Regions from separate parts of the Oryctolagus cuniculus genome. Here region 2 is linked to region 1. The links are chromatin contacts, called in public Hi-C maps. All regions are on one chromosome and are shown on one strand. The core of a region is the stretch at or near the end of the contact, and the rest is flanking DNA. Distances in the headings are between cores, read along the strand shown. Region 1 overlaps B4GALNT3 (beta-1,4-N-acetyl-galactosaminyltransferase 3). Region 2 overlaps ERC1 (ELKS/RAB6-interacting/CAST family member 1).

Region 1 (4,019 bases), core at 1,235-3,734:
CTTGAGAAACTGAGCTCCTGCCACCCACCTGGGAGATGTGGATTGAGTTCCCAGCTCTGGCTTTGGCCCTGGCCCAGGTCTAGCTGTTTTGGGCGTTTGGAGAGTGAATCAGCTAATGGAAGCTCCGTATCTATTTTCAGTCTATCATCTATCTGTCATCTTCCTATTTCTCTCTCTCAAACAATTTTTTCAAACAACGGGCTCTGACACCTACAGAATTGGGCCACAGCCTGTGCTCTGAGATCTTGGACAGTCACTTAGTCTCTCTGTGCCTCCTGTTCCTCAATGGCAATAACCTTGCCCTTGCCTACTTCTCAGAGCTCCTGTGAGGACGACGTAGATGACAAGGCATGCACTCCATAGCGGGAGCGACTTCATTCCAGTGCGTTGAGAACCTGCTCCCGTGCACAGTGGGACATGCCCAGGCCCCCCTCCCCGCTGGTCTCTGACAGGGGTAAAGACCTTGGACACCTAATTAAAAGCCACTGGCAGAGTGGGTCACCCAAATCCATTCATTGGAGGAAATCACTCCCGGGCAGGTTCCCGCCCTTTCCCTCTGGGCTATCAGCTGGCCCCATCTCTTGCTCTGGTGAGGCCTGGCTGTCCCGGGGGCTCGGCCCTCCTGAGCCAGTGGAAGGGCCACAGCCACTGCCGCTCCGGCCTACCTTGGTTGCCGCCCCAAGTTGGAGCAGACACCAGGAAGGCTCTCATGCGGCTCTCCCAGGGATGACTCACTGAGGGTCACCTGTGCAGGTGAGCTGCCTGCCCCAGTGACTCACTGCCTCTGCCCCCAGGCCTGGCCCCACAGTTCCCGAGCTCCGCCTCTGGGAGGGCTCACCCTCAGCCTCTAGCCCCTCCCTTCAGCCTGGGATCAGGGGTCCCCACTCCCAGATCCCTCTGTCTGTACCTGCTGGATCTCACAGGTAATAAAAGGAGCCCAGTGAGGGGCACTGCTCACCACCTGCCGCTGGGAACAGAGCCAGGGTCTTGCACCTGGGGCCAGGCTGCCACCAGTGCTCACCACTCAGCCCCTCACTGTCGCGCCCACCACGGCTCTGGGTCCCAAGTGCACTGAGTGGTGGACAGTTAATAGGCCTCCGAGGTTGCCCCGCCCCCAGGACCTTCTGGGAGCACAGCCCTGTGCCGTGTTTCCAGGGAAGACGGACAGTCCCCACTGACCGTTAGTGTCAACACAGTGTGCAAATGAGTTTGCCCTCCTGTTGGGGAACATTCCTTCCTCTCTGACCCAAGTTCAGTTTCATAAAGAGACAAAAACATAGGCCAGCAAAGTTTAAGGGGGTCTACGATCGCCGGTGGAACAATGGAGCCATGGGGACTTCCAGGGACAGAGGCTGTCCCTGAGTGGGAGCTGCCACTCAGCAAGAGGGCCTGGGTGGGGGTGGGGAGGGGTGAGAAAGAGGGAGGGACGGGGTGGCGCTGGGGGAAGCTGGGAAACTGCTGGAGTGGGCCTGTGGTGTCCACAGCCGCAGCATCAAACCCACGGCCGCCGGCCCCCCACGCCCCACCCCTGCGCCATCTTCAGAGCCCCCGAGGCAGCACTGGTTGGCAGGGGGTGCAAGGGTGCCTTTCCTCAGGGCGTCCCTGGGGGGTCTTGCGTGAAGGTCGAAGGTCAAGTGGAGCCACCGGGACACAGAGGGCCTTTGAGAGTGACTCAGGCTGGGGAGAGCTCCGCGTGGCTCCTTCCCGGAGGGGAGGAACAAAGTGTCATTCAGCGGCCCCAGAGCTTCTGCTCCCCCAGAGACCTGCTCTTCCTCTGCTTCACAGCCGTAGGGACCAGACTGCGGCCCCCCGACCCCTGTGCTGAGAGGGACCGCGGGCTGGCAGGGGCCGGGGTCAGAGGTGGGCGCGCAGGCAGCCCAGGGAGGGCCGGAGAGCTGGAGAGGGAGAGCCCAGATCCCAGGCCCGGAATGACTCAGACTGCGGCTGCTGCGGCCCAGCCCACATTCCCGGGCCTTTGTGCCTGACGTGCCTGGGCCTGGCCTTAAAGGGCCAGCTCCTCTGAGGCGGGAGCAAAGGCTACCTTGCCCACCCCCACTGCGTTGCCCCCAGTCTCGGGGCTGTGGGTAAGGAGGATGGCATCCTACAGGATTTCAGGGTTGATCTAATGCAGTCCTCAGGCTATCAGGGAGGGGCACTAGGCCATTTAAGTCATCCCTCTGCCTCTGAGCGGGCTGCACCTAAACTGGCCCAGCAGGATTAAGAAAACTCTGTCCTTGCTTTTACAGAAGCTACTACCCAGTGACCCTTTCCAAGGCACTCTGGCCAGGGCCTTGAAGCGGGCTCCCTCCTAACCACCACCTCACCCCACCGCACTGGGCCTCACTTCAGCGTTGGCTGACTCGTAGCCTCTCGTAAGGCACACGCGCTTGGTGGATCCCAGGTGGACCGCTCCAGGCCTGTGCACCAAGCTCCCGGCCCGGGGCCTCCAGGCAGTCCAGGCTGCATCCCATCCTGCCCTGGGTGTGGATTCCTGGTGGAGAAACTCCAGCTGGCAGCCAGTGCCCAGGGCACATCTCTGGGCCCCGCATGCCACCATGTGGACACTGGGAGAAGTGACACCTCCAGGAGACGAGTGCCTAGCCTATGCCACCCACCCAATGCAGGCCCTGAAAGGGCGGGCTCAGCTCAAAGCAGCCCTGAATTGACATCCAGCAAAACTGGAGCCCAGACCAGGCCCCACATTCAGGGAGGAGAGGCGGAGGCCTGCGCCTCCGCCTCCGAAGGCCGCTGTGAATCCTGCATCGTCTGTGAGAATGTAGCTCCAAGCCCCACCCAGCTCTGCCGGAACCCACTCTCAGCCCCCCTAGGAAGACTGCCAAGGCCCCAAGGCCCCCACCCGCCTCTGGCCCTGCCATTCAGCACTCAGATCAAAGCCCTGGAGGCCCGGGATCTGCTGGCCACTGACATGCAGCTCCTTGGAGAAGGAGCCTCCTCCGGGCGAGACGGGTTTGTCGGATTTGAACTGAGAGCCCATCTGGCGGGGGGAGACAGTGCCAAGCTGGTGACCACTGGACACGCTGATAGCTGTGGGGTGCATCAGGGGCAGGGAGGCTGGGGCCACAGCTGTATCTGGACAGAGCCTGGTGTGAGTGACCACCCACCAGACGGGTCAGTGCCAACCAGCGACCTGGGGGAGGGGCAGAATGGGCAGGTGACACAGCACAGGCACCAAGGGACATGGATGCACAGCCTGTCACACAAGGGGTTCCCTGCAGTCTCCTGGTCCCACGTACCCCCAGGCTCAATGAGTCCTACCCTGCCCAGAAAGGGGGTTCCCATGAAATGCTGATAATGACCAGGTCACGTGCAGGGACCTGCCCTGCGTTGGGCCGAGGGATGCCCAGGCTGAGTCTGCGCCCCACACGCAGCTCAGGCTTGACCCTGGAGCCTGGGAATGCTGCTGAGGTCGGTGGAGACTTCAGGCTGAGCTTCGAAGGGCCAGGGGCAGACACCCCTGCTGTTGGCCCAGCAGAGGTCTCCAATGAGGGGTCCGCAAGATTGGCTTTTGCGATATGATAAGAAAATTAAACTTGTATATATGTTAATTTTTATGTAATCTCAAAGTTTCTTTTGTATATTTTATGATATGTATTAGTCCAGTGAAATATGTTCATGATTTTTTAAAATATTTATTTATTTATTTGAAAGTCAGAGTTACACAGAGAGAGGAGAAAACAGAGAGAGACAGATCTTCCATCTGCTGGTTCACTCCCCAAATGGCCACTACGGCTGGGGCTGGGCCAGGCCGAAGCCAGGAGCCAGGGCTTCTTCTAGGTCTCCCACATGGGTGCAGAAGCCCAAGCACCTGTGCTTTCCCAAGTACATCAGCAGGGAGCTGGATCGGAAGTGGAGCAGCCAGGACTTGAACCAGTGCCCCTATGGGATGGGCACAGGTGGAGGCTTTACTTCCCTGATGTGTAATGAAAGGATGTACAGATGAAAGGTCTTCAAAAAGTTCATGGAAAATCAATTTTTGTAAAAAAAACTCCTCATAGGAT
Region 2 (4,201 bases), core at 252-2,751, 530 kb before region 1:
ATGCTCTCTTGCTCTCTCTCAATCTCTCTCTCTCTAACTCTGTGTTTCAAAACAATAAGTAAATCTTTATTTTTTTAAATCAAAGCAAAATTTCAAGTTTCTGCTTTTCTCGAGCAGTTCTTTTCTTTTTCAGGCTTCAGCATCCTTGACTCAAGGACAGAAGAACCCAGCTGTCTGCAAACATTCTTCACAGATTCAACCTCCCAAACAAGTTCTAGGTTAACTGTACTCACAGCACACAGGAGACACACATAAAAAGGGGGAAGATAAATAGAAAGAACCCTCAAAGATTTTTCAGTATCTTAACTCAGCCCAAGTCAAACAACAGTGTACTTTAACCCTTCACCATCTCCAGTAATAGCACTAAGCTGAGAAAAGGCATCTTCTTGTGAAAATGGACTTTAAGGACAAATGGCACAATGGAAAGTGGAGGAAGAACCACATAAACATGTGGTTGCATGGTATGCAACTGTTCTCATTTTCAGAAATCATTGCAAAATATAAACTAACTGGGAACATCTTTCCCTTTTTTAATTCCTCCTATTCACTATCTATTTTAACTATTTTTCTCTCTTTGTGCATCCCCTTATCTTCCTTTTCCAAATCTCCTCAGTTCGTACCTTCCAATTGCCATAATACTGAGAGACATTCCTCAGGTGTTCTGCTTAGATTCAGAATCCCTGGCCTAGAATTTATTCAATATTAGCACTTTTAACCCCTGCACATCCTTACATGACAGCTGTTATACTAACAAGGTTTGGTGACTGAAATATTAAAAAGAACAAAAACTAGCAACAGAATCAAATAATGTTTTAAAACAATTATTTTTCATTATCACAAAAGCAACAACTTACATTTTTTTTTTAAGTAGCACATACAGGTTTGAAATGTTGTAGCTGGCCTTTAGACAAAGCTTGGTACACATATGTATTAAAGATCTAAAACTTTTATGGACAGCTTACACAACCTTTACTAACAGAATGAGAACCAAAGTTTGAACCAAAGGACTCAAGCTTTGGTATATAATGGAATCACCTGCAAAGCTTATTAAAACTCAAAGACTACTGGCAGGCACCACAGCTCACTTGGCTAAACCTCCGCCTACAGCGCCGGCACCCTGGGTTCTAGTCCCGGTTGGAGCACCAAATTCTGTCCTGGTTGCTCCTCCTCCAATCCAGCTGTCTGCTGTGGTCCAGGAAGGCAGTGGAGGATGGCCCAAGTGCTTGGGTCCTGCACCTGCATGGGAGACCAGGAGGAAGCACCCGGCTCCTGGCTCCGGATCGGCGCAGTGCGCCAGCCATAGTGGCCGTTTGGGGGGTGAACCAACAGAAGGAAGAACTTACTTTCTCTCTCTCTCTCTCTCTCTCTCTCTAACTCTGCCTGTCCAAAAAAAAAAAAACAAAAAACACCAACAACAACACCTCAAACACTACTAAGCACTACCCAAGGCTTGCCTGTAATTCGGCATTTGTCCAACAGATGTCCTCACTCCTCCATCAACCAAAGGAAAACCGCTACAGCAAAACCATACGAAATCTAATAGTCTCACAATAATGTAGTTTCAACACAAACAGAAAATACGATACTTCGGAAAATTTTAGTTTTCCTCCTTGGAGGAAAGGATTTACCTGCTATCTGTAGAAGCATGTTTATAAACGAACTAAGAAACTAATCACAGATGTCACAGAAACCAATGCCCTTTTTTTTTTTTTTTGGACAGGAATAGTTAGTGAGAGAGACAGAAAGAAAAGTCTTCCTTCCATTAGTTCACCCCACAAATGGCCGCTACGGCCAGCACACTGCACTGATCCGAAGCCTGGAGCCAGGTGCTTCCTCCTGGTCTCCCATATGGTTGCAGGGCCCAAGCACTTGGGCCATCCTCCACTGCACTCCTGGGCCACAGCAGAGAGCTGGACTGGAAGGGGGGCAGCCGGGACAGAACCGACACCCCAATCGGGACTAGAACCCGGGTGTGCCAGCGCCGCAGGCGGAGGATTAGCCTAGTGAGCCGCAGCACCGGCCACCAATGTCCTTTCATGTTAGTATCTAATGCTGGACTCACCACTGCTTTATGTCCTGGAAATAAATGGGGAGAAATTCTTCCAAATAAATCAGGAAACAAAGTTTTATCAATTTTTTTTTAATGTGAAACTGATTGCAAGATGGCTTTTTTATTTTCAATTTATTTAAATGAAGATTTTTTTTCTTCTTAAGATCTATTTTTTTTTACTTTTTTAAAATTTTTTGACAGGCAGAGTGGACAGTGAGAAAGAGAGACAGAGAGAAAGGTCTTCCTTTTGCCGTTGGTTCACCCTCCAATGGCCGCCACAGCCGGCGCACCGCGCTGATCCGATGGCAGGAGCCAGGTACTTATCCTGGTCTCCCATGGGGTGCAGGGCCCAAGAACTTGGGCCATCTTCCACGCACTCCCTGGCCACAGCAGAGAGCTGGCCTGGAAGAGGGGCAACCAGGACAGAATCCAGCGCCCCGGCCGGGACTAGAACCCGGTGTGCTAGCGCCGCAAGGCGGAGGATTAGCCTAGTGAGCCGCAGCGCCGGCCCAAGATCTATTTTATTTACTTGAAAGGCAGAGAACCAAGACAGAAGGAAAGAGATCTTCATCTGCTGGTTCCCTCCCCAGATGGTCCCACAGCCAGGTCTGAGGTAGGCAGAAGTCAAGAGCCAGAGATTCCATGTAGGTTTTCCCACATGGGTGGCAGGGGCCCAATTACTTGAGTCCTCATCCACTGCTTTCCTAGGTGCATTAAGAAGTGTCGCTCCCCCTCTTCATGGAGGAACGACACTAAGCCCTGCCTAGGCTTCATATCCGAGTCACGGCACCAATATGTCGCTCCCCCTCTTCGTGGAGGAACGACACAGGACCCTGCGCTGTTCTTTCGTCTGCTCGGCCCTCCCCGGGTTTGCTGCTGGTTCTTCCCGGGTTGGCTACTATCCCTTCCACCTCCGTGGAAGGGCAGTTCCCCCTGGCCACATTCCCCACTTCCGCAGGGGAGCGGCACACCGCCGACCGGCTCTCTCGGGGGCTGCACAGGTGCTCCCTTAGATGTTCCCCTTAGATGTTCCTGGTGCATGCCGTCTCTCTCCTCCTTTATAGTCCTCTTCCACCAATCCCAACTCTGCTACCCACACGCCGAGTACGCTGCTCTCCTCCAATCAGGAGCAGGTCCCACAGTTTATTGGTTGAACTGGAGGCAGCTGTGTAGAAGCTGTTTCCCTTCTCAGCGCCATATTGTGGGAAAGCAGATGCATAGAATAAGTCTTAATTCCAGTAACTTAGTCTAGTCCGAGTTGCTCCCAGTTGCTCCCCACAAAGAAGGAAGCTGGATTGGAGGCAGAGCAGCTGGGACTCCTCTAGGCACTCTGATATGGGATGCTGGCATTGAAGGCAGCAGCTTAACACGCTGCACCACAATGCCAGCCCCTTTAACACAGATTTTAAAGTTACAAAGTGTTTTCAAAACTTTTTCTAAATCTGATAACTTTGGTTAATGGTGACTGACAGAATATTTCTAAAGACATACTGACAACTAAAGTTAACATGAGAAATACTAACAATGTATTTCAATGGAAGTTAATGACAAAATGAACAGGACTGCATTAGGGAATATACAAGCAAACACCCAGACTGCTGTTTTACAGATTATAATATGCCATCAAGTGTAAGATATAATTCAACTTCATATTATTAAAAAGGGGAAAACTGTGAGTCTTAGAATTGATGAAATATGGATTTCTTTAAAAGATGGGCAATAATCAAATAATAAATTCCAAGACTATACTAGTCTTACCTACTCATAATTCCTTTCTTGACATACTGGTGATATAATGTCACTTAATATCAGCCACATCAACAGTCACTTCAAGTCACCACTCACTAACGCTAGATTAGAAAAGTTAAGTTCCTTACTAAACTTCCTTGTTCACTCTTGACTTTCTCTCTCCCCCATTTGCACTTGACACAATCATGGTATCACACCCTTGATGAAACACTGACCTGGTTTTCTCTCGCACTGTGAATAGAACTGTAACATTATCTTCAAGGATCAGGAAGTCAGGTTCTTTGTCTCCTACAAGGCTTTGATTTTGCTTTTTCTCATTGCTATTTGCTTAGTTCTTTGGACACGGTTGGCGCCCAATAAATATTTGATGAGTAGAATGAAATCTAGCTGTGGTTACCTCTC

Evidence for each region. Hi-C and Micro-C count contacts between places; a contact is called where the count stands out from the background.
Region 2: a Hi-C map of an unstated tissue shows a contact between it and region 1, with 4 times the contacts expected there. The contact joins two enhancer-like sites. A contact is called at or near these places in 3 of 6 Hi-C or Micro-C datasets (ear pinna, psoas muscle and an unstated tissue).

The regions. Positions count from the first base shown.
Region 1 is chr9:98,383,621-98,387,639 of mOryCun1.1, reverse strand. B4GALNT3 (beta-1,4-N-acetyl-galactosaminyltransferase 3) reads right to left here. Exons shown (of 22, transcript XM_070049246.1): 22 at 3,635-4,019. All of the region lies in intron 1 of NINJ2 (ninjurin 2), which reads left to right. Among named protein-coding and RNA genes, the nearest start is that of NINJ2, 94 kb to the left of the region's middle. Within about 2 kb of position 2,484, at least 6 of the 8 cell types and tissues checked have an H3K27ac peak or open chromatin away from gene starts, as enhancers often do.
Region 2 is chr9:98,910,446-98,914,646 of mOryCun1.1, reverse strand. All of the region lies in intron 3 of ERC1 (ELKS/RAB6-interacting/CAST family member 1), which reads right to left. Among named protein-coding and RNA genes, the nearest start is that of ERC1, 100 kb to the right of the region's middle. Within about 2 kb of position 1,501, at least 2 of the 8 cell types and tissues checked have an H3K27ac peak or open chromatin away from gene starts, as enhancers often do.